2 separate regions of the Gossypium raimondii genome follow, and region 2 is linked to region 1. Evidence: chromatin contacts called from public Hi-C data. All regions are on one chromosome and are shown on one strand. The core of a region is the stretch at or near the end of the contact, and the rest is flanking DNA. Distances in the headings are between cores, read along the strand shown.

Region 1 (5,857 bases), core at 2,165-4,664:
TTCAATGCGGCAACAAGCCCTGCAAGGACCACAGATGCTGTTCCCTGCAACAAAAGTAATTCATGCAAATCATAAATGAGATGTTAGAAGGCCCAATTGGTTTAAAAAAACAAAGCTCAAATAATAACCTGAATATCGTCATTGAAAACCAGATGAGTTGTGCCATATTTAGCAAGCAAATCAAATGCATTGTGATTTGCAAAATCTTCAAACTACAAAAATATTTAAACTTTCAGATAAAGAAGATAACATATAAACAAAAATATAATTCATAAAATCCATTCCATATTTTCATACATGTCCTCACCCAAGTCCGCTTACCTGAATGAGAACTTTCTCCCCATAGTTCTGCTTGACTGCAGTCATGAATTCATCCATAAGTTCGGCATATTCCTACAGTCAAGACGAGCAAAGCAGCTTAGTGTGACAAACATTGATTGCACCTAAAATTTAAACGAAGCAAATTCCCTATAAAATGTACCAGTCCGGTAGCTCTCCTTCGCCTAAGTCCTATATAGAACTCGTCATTCAACATCTGCTCATTGTTCGTGCCCACATCAATGGTTACAGGCAAGCACTGCAAATGGAAGCTAATTTATCAGCCATAACATATGAAACAATAAAGCCAACATGGTTAACAGTAAGATATAGTTAATTTTAAAGCCTTGTGGGATTTGTAACCTCCTTAATATATGTAATATACAATGGAGCTGCCATCAGTACTTACTAGTAAAGAAAAGGGTAGTAATAACTACCTTATAGCAGATTATTACGGATACTTACAGCAGACGGACAGACCCCTCCTAGTGCCGTATATAAAGAAAGCTTCCCTATAGGTATTCCCATTCCCTGAGCACACAAAGTAACATTGACCAGTAAATAACATGAGAAAGATAGAGAGAGTTACCCGCAGTTGTTTCTTGTTGTTTTATACCTGACATCCGAGGTCTCCTAGACCCAAAATTCTTTCCCCATCAGTGACAACAATGACTTGAATATCCTTCTGAGGCCAATTTCTCAGAACTTCATGAATGTTACCCCTACACAGGGCATTATCTTGATATCAGAATCAACAAAAGCACAAATTCAAGAATCTGTGTCATAAACATACTTTTCTTTCAAACTGATAAAAAGACCCTGAGGACGCCTGAAGATGCTCCCGTATTTCTGGCAAGCTTCACCAACAGTTGGAGTATACACAACTGGCAGCAACTCCTCGACATTGTCGATCAGAAGTTTGTAGAACAGCCTTTCATTTGTCTCCTGAAAACGAGATAAAAAAGGGGCATCAATTTCAAAATTGTTAGTCTTTCATGGAAATTTATTAAAGGACCAAGAATCATTGCTTTCTAAGTACAATATACTGCATGCAAATTTTATAAGCATTTATAAGAGAATAAGATTTGGAGCTAACACCAACAGAGAAAGTAAAGATATTGCAATTGAATAGCGAGAAAAAAAAAATTAGAAATTACATCAATTTACATTAATAGTAGGAAAAGCATTAGGATCAAGGTATTAAAATTAAAACATATAATGGTACACAAAAAATTTAAAACATGTCACTCATATGATGAACTAAAGTATAATAAATCATGCAATTGGGTGTGACATGTTACTCCGACTCTTCATTTTTCTTTAAGTACCATGCCCTTCACATACTTAGACATCGGTATGTAAATATAATCCTCCAAAGGCCCTCCAAATCCATGGGGTTAGTCAAACACATACCGATGTCCAAAAGACGTACAACTTAACAGGCAAAATCAAAATGGACTGAAAAAGGAACCTGCAAATCCATCATGGCCATGTATTTCTGCAAAGGAACTTTATACTTTCGGATACTATACATCATTTTCTTCACCTGGTAAATGGTGATAAAACATTCATTAGAATACTGCACAAATCGACAAAATCTAATCCGAACAACTCAAACAAAGGTATGACGTAGAAGCAGGGTAGAAAACCTGTAGGTCTTGAGAAATAACGGTTGGGGGAAGAAGACCACGCAAGTAATGAGCATCTCTCTCTTTCTCGGTGAAGGCAAGGCCTTTGTTGTGGTGAGGATCTCGCAACAAAGAATACCCACTGCAGCAGATGAAGAAGAGTTAGACTAGGGCACTAATGATCAAACATGTCATATGTTCTAGCATTAGAGAAACTCCATTCATCCCAAACAACTAATACAAAGACAAAGGTGGTGACAGAAGAAGAAGAAAACAATATAAAAGCTCCCAAAGAATTGATTACTAAAACTATATATTTATTTTACTCAGACAAGGGAGATGGCTGAATATGCACTAAAAAGTTTCTTTTCTTTTCTTTCTAATTCCTCAATTACAAAATTTCAGCAACAAAGCAAAGATCTAGCATTGAAGATAAAACACAGTCATAGATTCCACCACATAAGCACCAAAAAGAAAATCATAAATAAACACAAACTATTATAATATAAACCATACAATAAAATAAGATCCAGCACTAAAAAAGGGGCTTAGTTTAGTGGGTCCAACAAACCATACAAAAACAATGATATTAGATCTCACAAACAAGTATAAAAATGTCAAACCATCATGACATAGCAAGCAAACCTATTAAGCTCATAAGGAAGAAAATGAAAATTAGACAAAAATAGTTATTATGAAAGGAAAAATAATAGAATCTTACCTAGCAACAGAGACAGACCAAGGGGTGACAAGCTGATCCTCTGTGGCGGCGTCATCATAGTAGACTTCACGATCACCGCCGGCAACGGTGAGATTGATGTCCACGTCAGCAGCAGAAGAAGTGCCATCTTGTGTTATTTCTTTGAATGCATTGTTGTTCTCAATCAGAACGCTGGCGTTTGTATCGCTGTTGGGACCTAAAGCCGTCGCTTTGACCGAAGCTGGCGGCAGCTTATTCAACTTGTAAGAGAAAAGGCTTGACGACCCAGAAATGCCGCTGTTGTTCTGTTTCAAAACAGACAGTAACAATATTAAATTGAAAACAAAAAGCAGACCTTTGAGATCTTTAATGGTATAAAAAGGACCTTGAAATACCAAAAAGAAAAAAGGGGAAAAAGAAGGGAAAGAGATTTAATCTCTTAGTTTCGATTTAGAATTAAATTCTAGGAAATGGGTAGTCAAGAAATAGTGAGAGTAACAATGGGTTGATTTGAAATTACCAGAAAACAGCTTCTATGCAAGGAGATCATGGTGACAGAAAATGCGAAAGACCAAGGCTAGAGCTTTGCTTGAGCAGCCTTTGGATATCTCTCTCTTTCTCTCTCTCTCTCTCGGTCTTTGAATGAGCAAAGAAAGAAAGGAGAACTTGTTGAGATATGTGTGTATATAATATAATAATACAAATATATAGCTTTTGTTGTATTGTTTATATATTAATATGTGAAAAGGGAGAGATAAAAGAGAGGCGGAAGGGAACAGCAGAGAAAAGGAAGAAAAGCCTGGAAAACGTTTCCACTTTTGTTTTTCCCTCACAACCTCCGTTAGTCTGCAGCAAATGACATGTGGGTAACTCATTTTGCCCATTTATTACGAAAGTACCACCATCAAGTGGAATGAACCTAATAAATTGTGGACCCCACTTGCTAAGCTTTTTAAGTTGGAACAAAAGGAAAGGGTTTGTGTGTATGATCTGAGTTTGGTTTTTGCGGTTGTGTCTGCCGTGGCTGGTGCGGGAAATTCCATATTTGGTTTGCTGGGTTTTTTCTTTTAAATAATACTAAAAATTTAATTAAATACTAAAATATAGTGGGAAATAAATTAATTATAAAAATAGGTGTTTGTTATTTTATTTTTTGGTGACTCAACATTACGTTTACTTTTTGTTCAATATGTTATAATCATATATTTTTAAAAAATAATATTTTTTTGTCGCTTGACACAGTGGCAGAATTAGTATGTATTTTTAAAATATTATATTTTCATAGGTATTATAGTGGATAAAAAATATGAAAAAAATATTTTTATTGGTTTTGTCTGATACACTGGCGACACTGCTTTGAATTTTTTTTTAAAAGTCTGTGAAGAAAAGTTGATAAAAAAAGGAAAAGGTGCATCAAGATTTGGAATAACGACATTGATTAGAATGTTTTGAGGGTTGACTTAATATTCGCCTTGGTTGAGTGATGACGCCCGAAAACCCACACATTTTCATTTGCCATGTGGGGAGTGCACCATCACCTTAGAAGATGTTGCACTGCAACTCGAGCTCCCATTGGATGGTGGTTGTAGTCACAGGTTCAAGTAAAGTGATCGAACCTGCGTCGCTTTGCTATCAATTGCTTGGACGATCGATGGGTGATGGTGGTGCTAAGTTTACCAGTTTGAGATTTTCCTGGTTAAAACAAAATATCAAAACCTTATCGAGTAGTGCCTCTAAGTGGGAGAATATGTGCGCTGCTCGAGCGTATATAATGGAGGTGATAGGGGCACTCATGCCAAACACAAATAATAATAAAGTCCACCTAATGTACTCGCCTCTATTGGCTAATTTTCAAATTGCTCATTCGTATAGTTGGGGTTCAACAGTATTAGCAACGTTGTACCTTGAGCTTTGTCGGGTGACAAAGCACGATACATAAGATATAGGAAGGTGCCTAATATTGCCGTAGTCCTGAGCATTGTCAAAGATGCTATTTCTAGCATCATTGAGTCACCAACAATATATTTTCTCACTTGTAAATAAGTAAAAAAAATTAAAAATTCGATTAAGAATTATTTTTAATGAAAATGTTATCTAGCAAGTTTGCTTTCTTTTCAGATGGTGTACTTGTTTGAGGATTGGGAAGTCTGAAACCCTCATTGTCTACAGACAAATGATTGAGGCATACACCGGAGAGAAGATAATTTTTAAAAAAAAATAAAATTATATTCATGTAAGGTAATTGTTTTAGTTATGTAATTTTACTCATGTCACTATAACAATATTATTAATTGTGTAATTTGTTAGGAAATGTGCACATATTGTAATAAACATGTAATTGTTTTTCTATATATTTGAACGATGAATAAATAAATAAAGTTAAATTCACATTTCACTATTATGTCTTTTTATTTTTATCTTTCATGTTTTGCATGCATAGCGAAATTGTGACAAGTAAATATTAGCTCGTTGATTGTCTAAGTTTAAACTGATGATAAGTGACACTGTAAGAATATTTACATTATGAGAAAGACAACTTACTTCAGTAGATAATTTAAACTAGTCTGTAATCCCGTAAAAGAATCAAAGTAAGCATTTGATTCAAATACTTAAAAAGATTATTATGTTATCTACAATTCCAATTGGGGAGATGACTAGTCTTGACCATCGAAGCAGTTGACTCTACGAGTAGAGACATAGATGTATTTATTGGAAGAATGATACATTGGACTGGACCCAAGATGAATTAATTTTGAATTCGTTTATGAATTCACTTGTGACATTCATGGTGTGATTTACCTAAATCTTGAGTTAGTCACTGACCATGTGTAAGTAACTCATGTGCTTTGATATAAGTGAAGACTTATACTCTAAAGATGATTGAGCTCATAGCTGGTATGTTGGGTATATGATTTGTGTATGGCATGGATTTATTAGCAACAATGTAATTCATAAGTCGATTAAAGAGTTAACGATATCCTCTCATTGACATTGTGTGGATTGATAAATATGAAACGTGGCCACAGGTTGCTTATTCTCGAATGAGCAATTTATCACAATCATTTGACAGTGATCATATTAATCATTAAGAAGATACAATAGTAACAATGAGATAAAATAGAACTTTATTGAATGAACAAAGTTAACTCAAAGGAATCAAGGATATCATTTGAGGGTAACACACACATGACGAGGTCATTGAAAAAAGTAG
Region 2 (5,857 bases), core at 2,324-4,823, 83 kb after region 1:
CAAGTTGGCAACTTGCAGGGTAAGGGCTCACATTTATAAGCTCGCCTAACATAGCTCGTACTTTTTAAGACTCCGCAGCTTTGATGAGCTCTCACTATTGAAGAGCTCACAGTCTTGGTGAGCTCACAGATTTGGGGAGCTTGCACATTTGATGAGCTTGCAGTCTTGTGATCCGGGTTTGCCATAACATGGATGGTCACTTCGCAATAGAGCTAATGCTCGGGCTACCTTCAACCAAGTGTAGTAGCCTTTTTCTACATTTAGAATAGCTCCAGTAGGGTGGAAGAGTCTAAATGGTCGCTGACTTAAGTGTAAAGTGGATAGTACCATTTCAAAAGAAGCAAACTCGATAAATATTGGTGTTATTTTACAAGATAACACTGGAACCACGTCTGGTGGTTTTGATGTTTCTATGGAACCATATCTGGTTGAAATCATGACAATATAGGTGTCACTTTAGTGGTTATGCACTTTGAATTTCGACATGGTAAACCAATTGCAAAGAAGTAGTTCATGCTTTTCTCGATGCCCCGATTGCAAAGAAGTAGTTCATGCTTTTCTCGATGCCTGAGAAGTGTATTTCAAAATTTAGTAATATTGTTAATGGTTATTTGTGATTTAAAATCTTAATTTTAATGTTTTCCCTTCCATTATATACAACGAGATGCTACTAAAGTGACTCAATATCTTACTCAAATGACTTTATATTGTACAACTAGTTTTTATTGGTAATCCTCCTTTTCTATATATAATTTTAAGTTTTGCTAATTCTTCTATTTCTTCTTATGATAATGAGGATTTAGGACGGAATATATTGGGTAAGCTTATATGTTTTAGTGTAGTATTCCTTTTTCTCGTCGGATTTTTTGGTTGATTCTCCTTTTAGTAATGATTTTTAACTTTAAAAATTATTTATCACAAATATTGATTTATACTTAAACTTTAAATGTATTGTTTTAATCATTTACAGTAAGTAAGATTAATTTAATTTAAAGTTTAAAGTAGAATTTTGTTGTCTAATGGCTTTTAGATTATTGAAATTTATTACTATTTGAGGACATTATTTTATGATAATCATAATTGTTTGAATGGATAGATGAATATTATCTCTACTTATTTTATGTGTAAAAGAAATAGATATCCACCTCAAACTTTTACATCATATGTCAAAAACTAAATTTATGAAGGTTCTTGTACTCATCAAATTGAATTCCAATATATACTAATCATATAATTATTTATAAAAGTATATAAAACTGTTTTAACTTTTACACAATATAAGTGGACCTCTCCTTATAAGCAATAGAAAAGAAAAAGCAAAATGAAATATATTTATCTCAATAAAATCTTATTATATATATATATATTGATATATATCAGTAAACTTCAATGATAAATACAAAATTTTTAAAATTTTGTTTGAAAAAATCTAATAAAATATAATTCAAAATGAAATTAGTCAAAATAATAAAGAATTCATAAAACAAATTTTTATCGTTAAATTTTAAATTTTGATTGTATATTTTCATTTGAATGTTAAATAATTAGATAAGATTTTCAAATGTAAAATTTGAAAAAAAAATGGATATTTATTTTAAATAAATTAATTAACAAATTTTGCATATTATATTTATATTAATATATTTTTATATTGAAATCTATATTTCTATATTATTTATTTTATTATTCTATCTACTATTATATTATATATTATTATAATATTATAATATAATTTATTATTTTATTATTTTATTTAAATTAATATTTCTATTTAATATATTTAGAATTTATTAATAATTTAATAATTTATAATTTCATTTTTTTACTATGATTTCGATTTTATTATTTTCTTTTTCATGACTCGAAACCAGGCCACACTTGGGGCAGTGAACACCCTTAACCATTTGGCTATTACATGGAGTTCCAAATTCTATTTATTTCATTCAAGTTATATTACAGGTTACAGAAATTTGATTGACCCCCTCTATTTTTTTTTTTGGTAACTTATACTTCTAGAATCCTATGTGTCGTTAAAAGAAATTATCCGCATAAGTATCTACATTAGCAAACTATGCCATGCACGCATGTACCTTGTTTATTTAAGTATTCACTTTGTAACTATATTTTCAAGGGAAAAGTTTTAGTGATAGAGTGGTCTAGTTAATATTTTAGAGTGAAATTGTAACTTGGTAAGCGATGTAAATTAAATAACATTTTGTGGTAGTGGATTAATCTCTGGGTAAGGTTTAGTAGACTTAGGAAGTTTCCCAACTACATGGTCCATTTCACAATTTTCACTCTGTTAGTCAGTAATGCAAATTGTAACTAAACATGCAATTAGAAGACAAAATCAATGAACTTTCAACGTAGATTTCTTTTCTAAGTATACAAATTCATATGAATTAGAAGTTTTCAAGGAAAGAGCTGAGATAGCAAAAGCAGGGAATGAGGACGTAACCATAGGAGGAGTTGGCAATCAAGAAACAGACACCAACAATCGAGAGTTACGCAGAAGCTTGAGAAAGAGCAAGGCACCCAAGGCCTTAACCAATTTTGTCTACTTCAAAGGATCCTAAGGATTAAGAATATAAATAATAGAGTATGTAAAACATAAAATTTATTTGTATTCCTTGGATATTTTCCCAACTTCTTAACCTATAGTCTATTCTCCTATTTATTCCTATATTATCTTTTTATGGTTATTGACACATAATATTTTGGTGCTTTCATTGAGATTGGACAATATGGTGAATAACATCGAATCCATAAAAATTTTGCAGGAGACGAGTGCCCTTCACAATTAAATTTTGGTCTCTCTCCAATCTTAAGCGGAGGATCAGAAGCAATGGAATGCGACCACTCAGCGAACCCTTCAGGATGTAGTTCACTAGTTAACGGTGATTTCTACACAGTTGGGAGCTACGACAACCACTTCTTGCAATATTGAAGGTACAGGGGAAATCGTGGTTAACTGGGGGAAGACAAATATGAGAGCTGAATCCAACGTTGTATTTCCCTTCTTACCAACACCGGTTCAAGTGGAGTTATCCCTATTTAACGGGAGGGACCCAGAAGAGTGGCTAGCATCCATGAACAACTTTTTTGAGTTTTACGGCACTGAGGACCACCATCGGGTAACCATGGCATCCTTCAAAATGGACAGAACTGCCAAGAAATGGTTTCTTTGGATGTAGCGACAAAGTCAACTAGCGGGTTGGCACCATTTGGTCGAAGCGATTCAACGGTCATTTGCAGTGATGGAAATCGAATTTCCAGAAGGGAAAATTTCTAAGCTTATCCAAACAACGATAGTGGAAGATTATCAAACACGTTTTGAAAACCTTGTCTTGCACACAACCAACCTATCTGATGAATTCCTTACACAATGTTTTATGTCTGGGCTCCGTTTGAATATCAAAACTGAGGTCTTGGGCTATCGATCCAATTCTATGAATGAAGTACTTGCTTTGGCCCACTTTCATGAAACCAAATTCAACGAAAGACAAAAATATTGGGTCGGGTACCAAGTCTGAAACTACCGCCTCTATTACCAACACCTACCACGTTTCCTACTAGGCCTAAAGCACAATCCAGACGCCCACCTCCATCAGACCATTACACAATCTCTCCCAACCCTATGCAACCCCGCAGGATTTCTACTGTTGAAGCTCAAGCACGACGAGAGAAAGGTTTATGTTATAACTATGATGCTAAATTTGCTCTGGGCCATAAATGTAAGGATCCTTAGTTATTTCTGTTGGATGATGAATTTGAGGATGACCACCTAATTTCGGTGACAAGGACAATGGACAATGATGACAACGAACTAGAAGGTTCTGACAAGACCGTGCGAAAAAATATTTGGTCTCCTTCAATGCCCTCGTAGGCTACTTAACTCCTAATACCCTTCGTGCTACGGGGGAGATTCGAGGCCGTCAGGTACATATTTTGATTAATGACAGTAGTACATATAACTTTGTATAATCCCGAGTAGCAAAACATTTAGGTTTAACGGTGATGGCAACGCTAAATTTTAAGGTTTTTGTTGGTAATAGAGACAAGTTACAGAATGAGGGTTGTATGCGCAATCTAAAATTACGAGTTCAGGGTACTGAATTAATGACAGACTTCTATGTGCTACCATTAGAAGGTACCAAAATGGTTTTAGAGGTTGCTTGGATGGCCACTTTAGGGCCGGTGACTATGGATTTTAATACGCTCCAATTTCAATTCCGTTAAGGGGAAAAGTAACATCGTTGGCAAGGGTAAATAGAGTTGGCATCTCAATCAATATAATCGCAATCCTTACGGCATTTGAAAGACACTAAGGCGGTGATTGCGTATTATTGTTTGCAAATTGATACGGGTCCAGCGACGAAAGGCACAGTCGAACTAAAAGATATGAGAAATCTATTAGTTGAGTTCAAAATGGTTTTTGTTGCTCCACACGGTTTACCCCCTGTTAGAGAAACCGACCATGCTATCCATCTACAACCTATAAGCAAATTGGTTAATGTCAGGCCATACAGATATCTCTATTTTCAGAAAGGGGAAGTCGAACGTCAAGTTCAACACATGTTAGACCACCAATTGATTCGAAAAAGTAATATTACATTTTCTTCTCTAGTGCTGCTAGTAAAGAAGAAGGACGGAACGTGGTGGTTCTGCGTTGACTACCTTAACTTCAACGCAGTCATTATAATACCCCTAACCTGTATCTGTCGCTAGAATAGGGTTATAGAGCATTATCATACAAAACAAAAAAATTAAAATGTACATTTCATACATTGATATAAGATAACACAAATCATTCATTCACATAAATATCATCCCTAAATCAAGCCCTCGAGGCCCTGGAAATACATTTGAAACAATTCTGGAATAAATTGGAAGCATTCGAAAAGTTTAAGAAAAAGTTAAAAAAATTTGACTGTAGGGTCACACGGCTATGTAGCCAGGCCTGTAACAATCGAAATAAGGACATACGGCCGTGTCCCAGCCCGTATCCTCACCCGTGTAGCTCTTTGAGTAGGGTCATATGGCCAAGTCACACGCCTATGTTCCAGGCCGTGTAACTCTCAAAATAGCCCCAAACGTCCGTGTGCTAGGCCTTGTGCTAGGCTGTGTAACTGCCTGACTTGCATACAAAGTGATTCTCATATGACACACGGCCGTGTGTCACACATGGCTAAGACACACACCCTCATATCAAGATGTGTGGACCCAAAATGAACCTTAAACAACAAGTTTACCAATTCAAGCTTACTTGCAACCTAAGTAAACAATTTTCCATCCAAAAGACCTATTCAAAGTGACCAAAATCAAGCCAAAAACATGCTAAATCATCCTTCTAACATTCAACCAATATGCCATTCATAGGCACCTCAAACACATGCAAATAAAATTTACTTAAACAAGCCAAAACCTACTACAAATTCAAGTATCATATCACATTCTATACTAAGCTTATAAACACAACACAATTGAACATTCACTTAGCACCAAAATACCTTATACATCTACTATTAAAAGTGTTGCAAAAGGACTTATCTAGCCATGTATTATAAGTCCAATACTATTTGTTAACATCAAGCATAAACATACCAACTTTAACATTTAGATATTCACTAAAAAGTCATAATTCAAGGACCTATCCTATAACATGCCACTTAACCATCTACTAATAGGTACCAAAAATGGCTATCGAGATGATGATGATAGTGTCAGCTTCCGATTCGATCCAATCAAAGCAACGATTACAAAAGTCCTACAAAAACAAATTAAACGAATAAGCACAAAGGAGCTTAGTAAGTTCAATCAATAAACTCATTTACTATCAAATAATAATTTCCAAAGG

The links. Hi-C and Micro-C count contacts between places; a contact is called where the count stands out from the background.
Region 2: a contact with region 1 is called in a Hi-C map of leaf, with 2.0 times the contacts expected there. The contact joins the enhancer-like site here to the promoter of LOC105788019 in region 1. A contact is called at or near these places in 2 of 2 Hi-C or Micro-C datasets (both in leaf).

Annotation. Positions count from the first base shown.
Region 1 is chr2:11,078,024-11,083,880 of ASM2569854v1, forward strand. LOC105788019 (NADP-dependent malic enzyme) reads right to left here and starts at 3,415. Exons shown (of 20, transcript XM_012614689.2): 1 at 3,167-3,415; 2 at 2,668-2,951; 3 at 1,968-2,088; 4 at 1,790-1,864; 5 at 1,112-1,263; 6 at 935-1,040; 7 at 784-849; 8 at 482-577; 9 at 322-393; 10 at 129-212; 11 at 1-44. The coding sequence starts at 3,196.
Region 2 is chr2:11,161,093-11,166,949 of ASM2569854v1, forward strand. No RefSeq gene overlaps it. Among protein-coding and RNA genes, the nearest start is that of LOC128033814, 6.1 kb to the left of the region's middle. Within about 2 kb of position 3,574, the one cell type or tissue checked has open chromatin away from gene starts, as enhancers often do. A contact at or near this core is called in leaf, where this site is marked.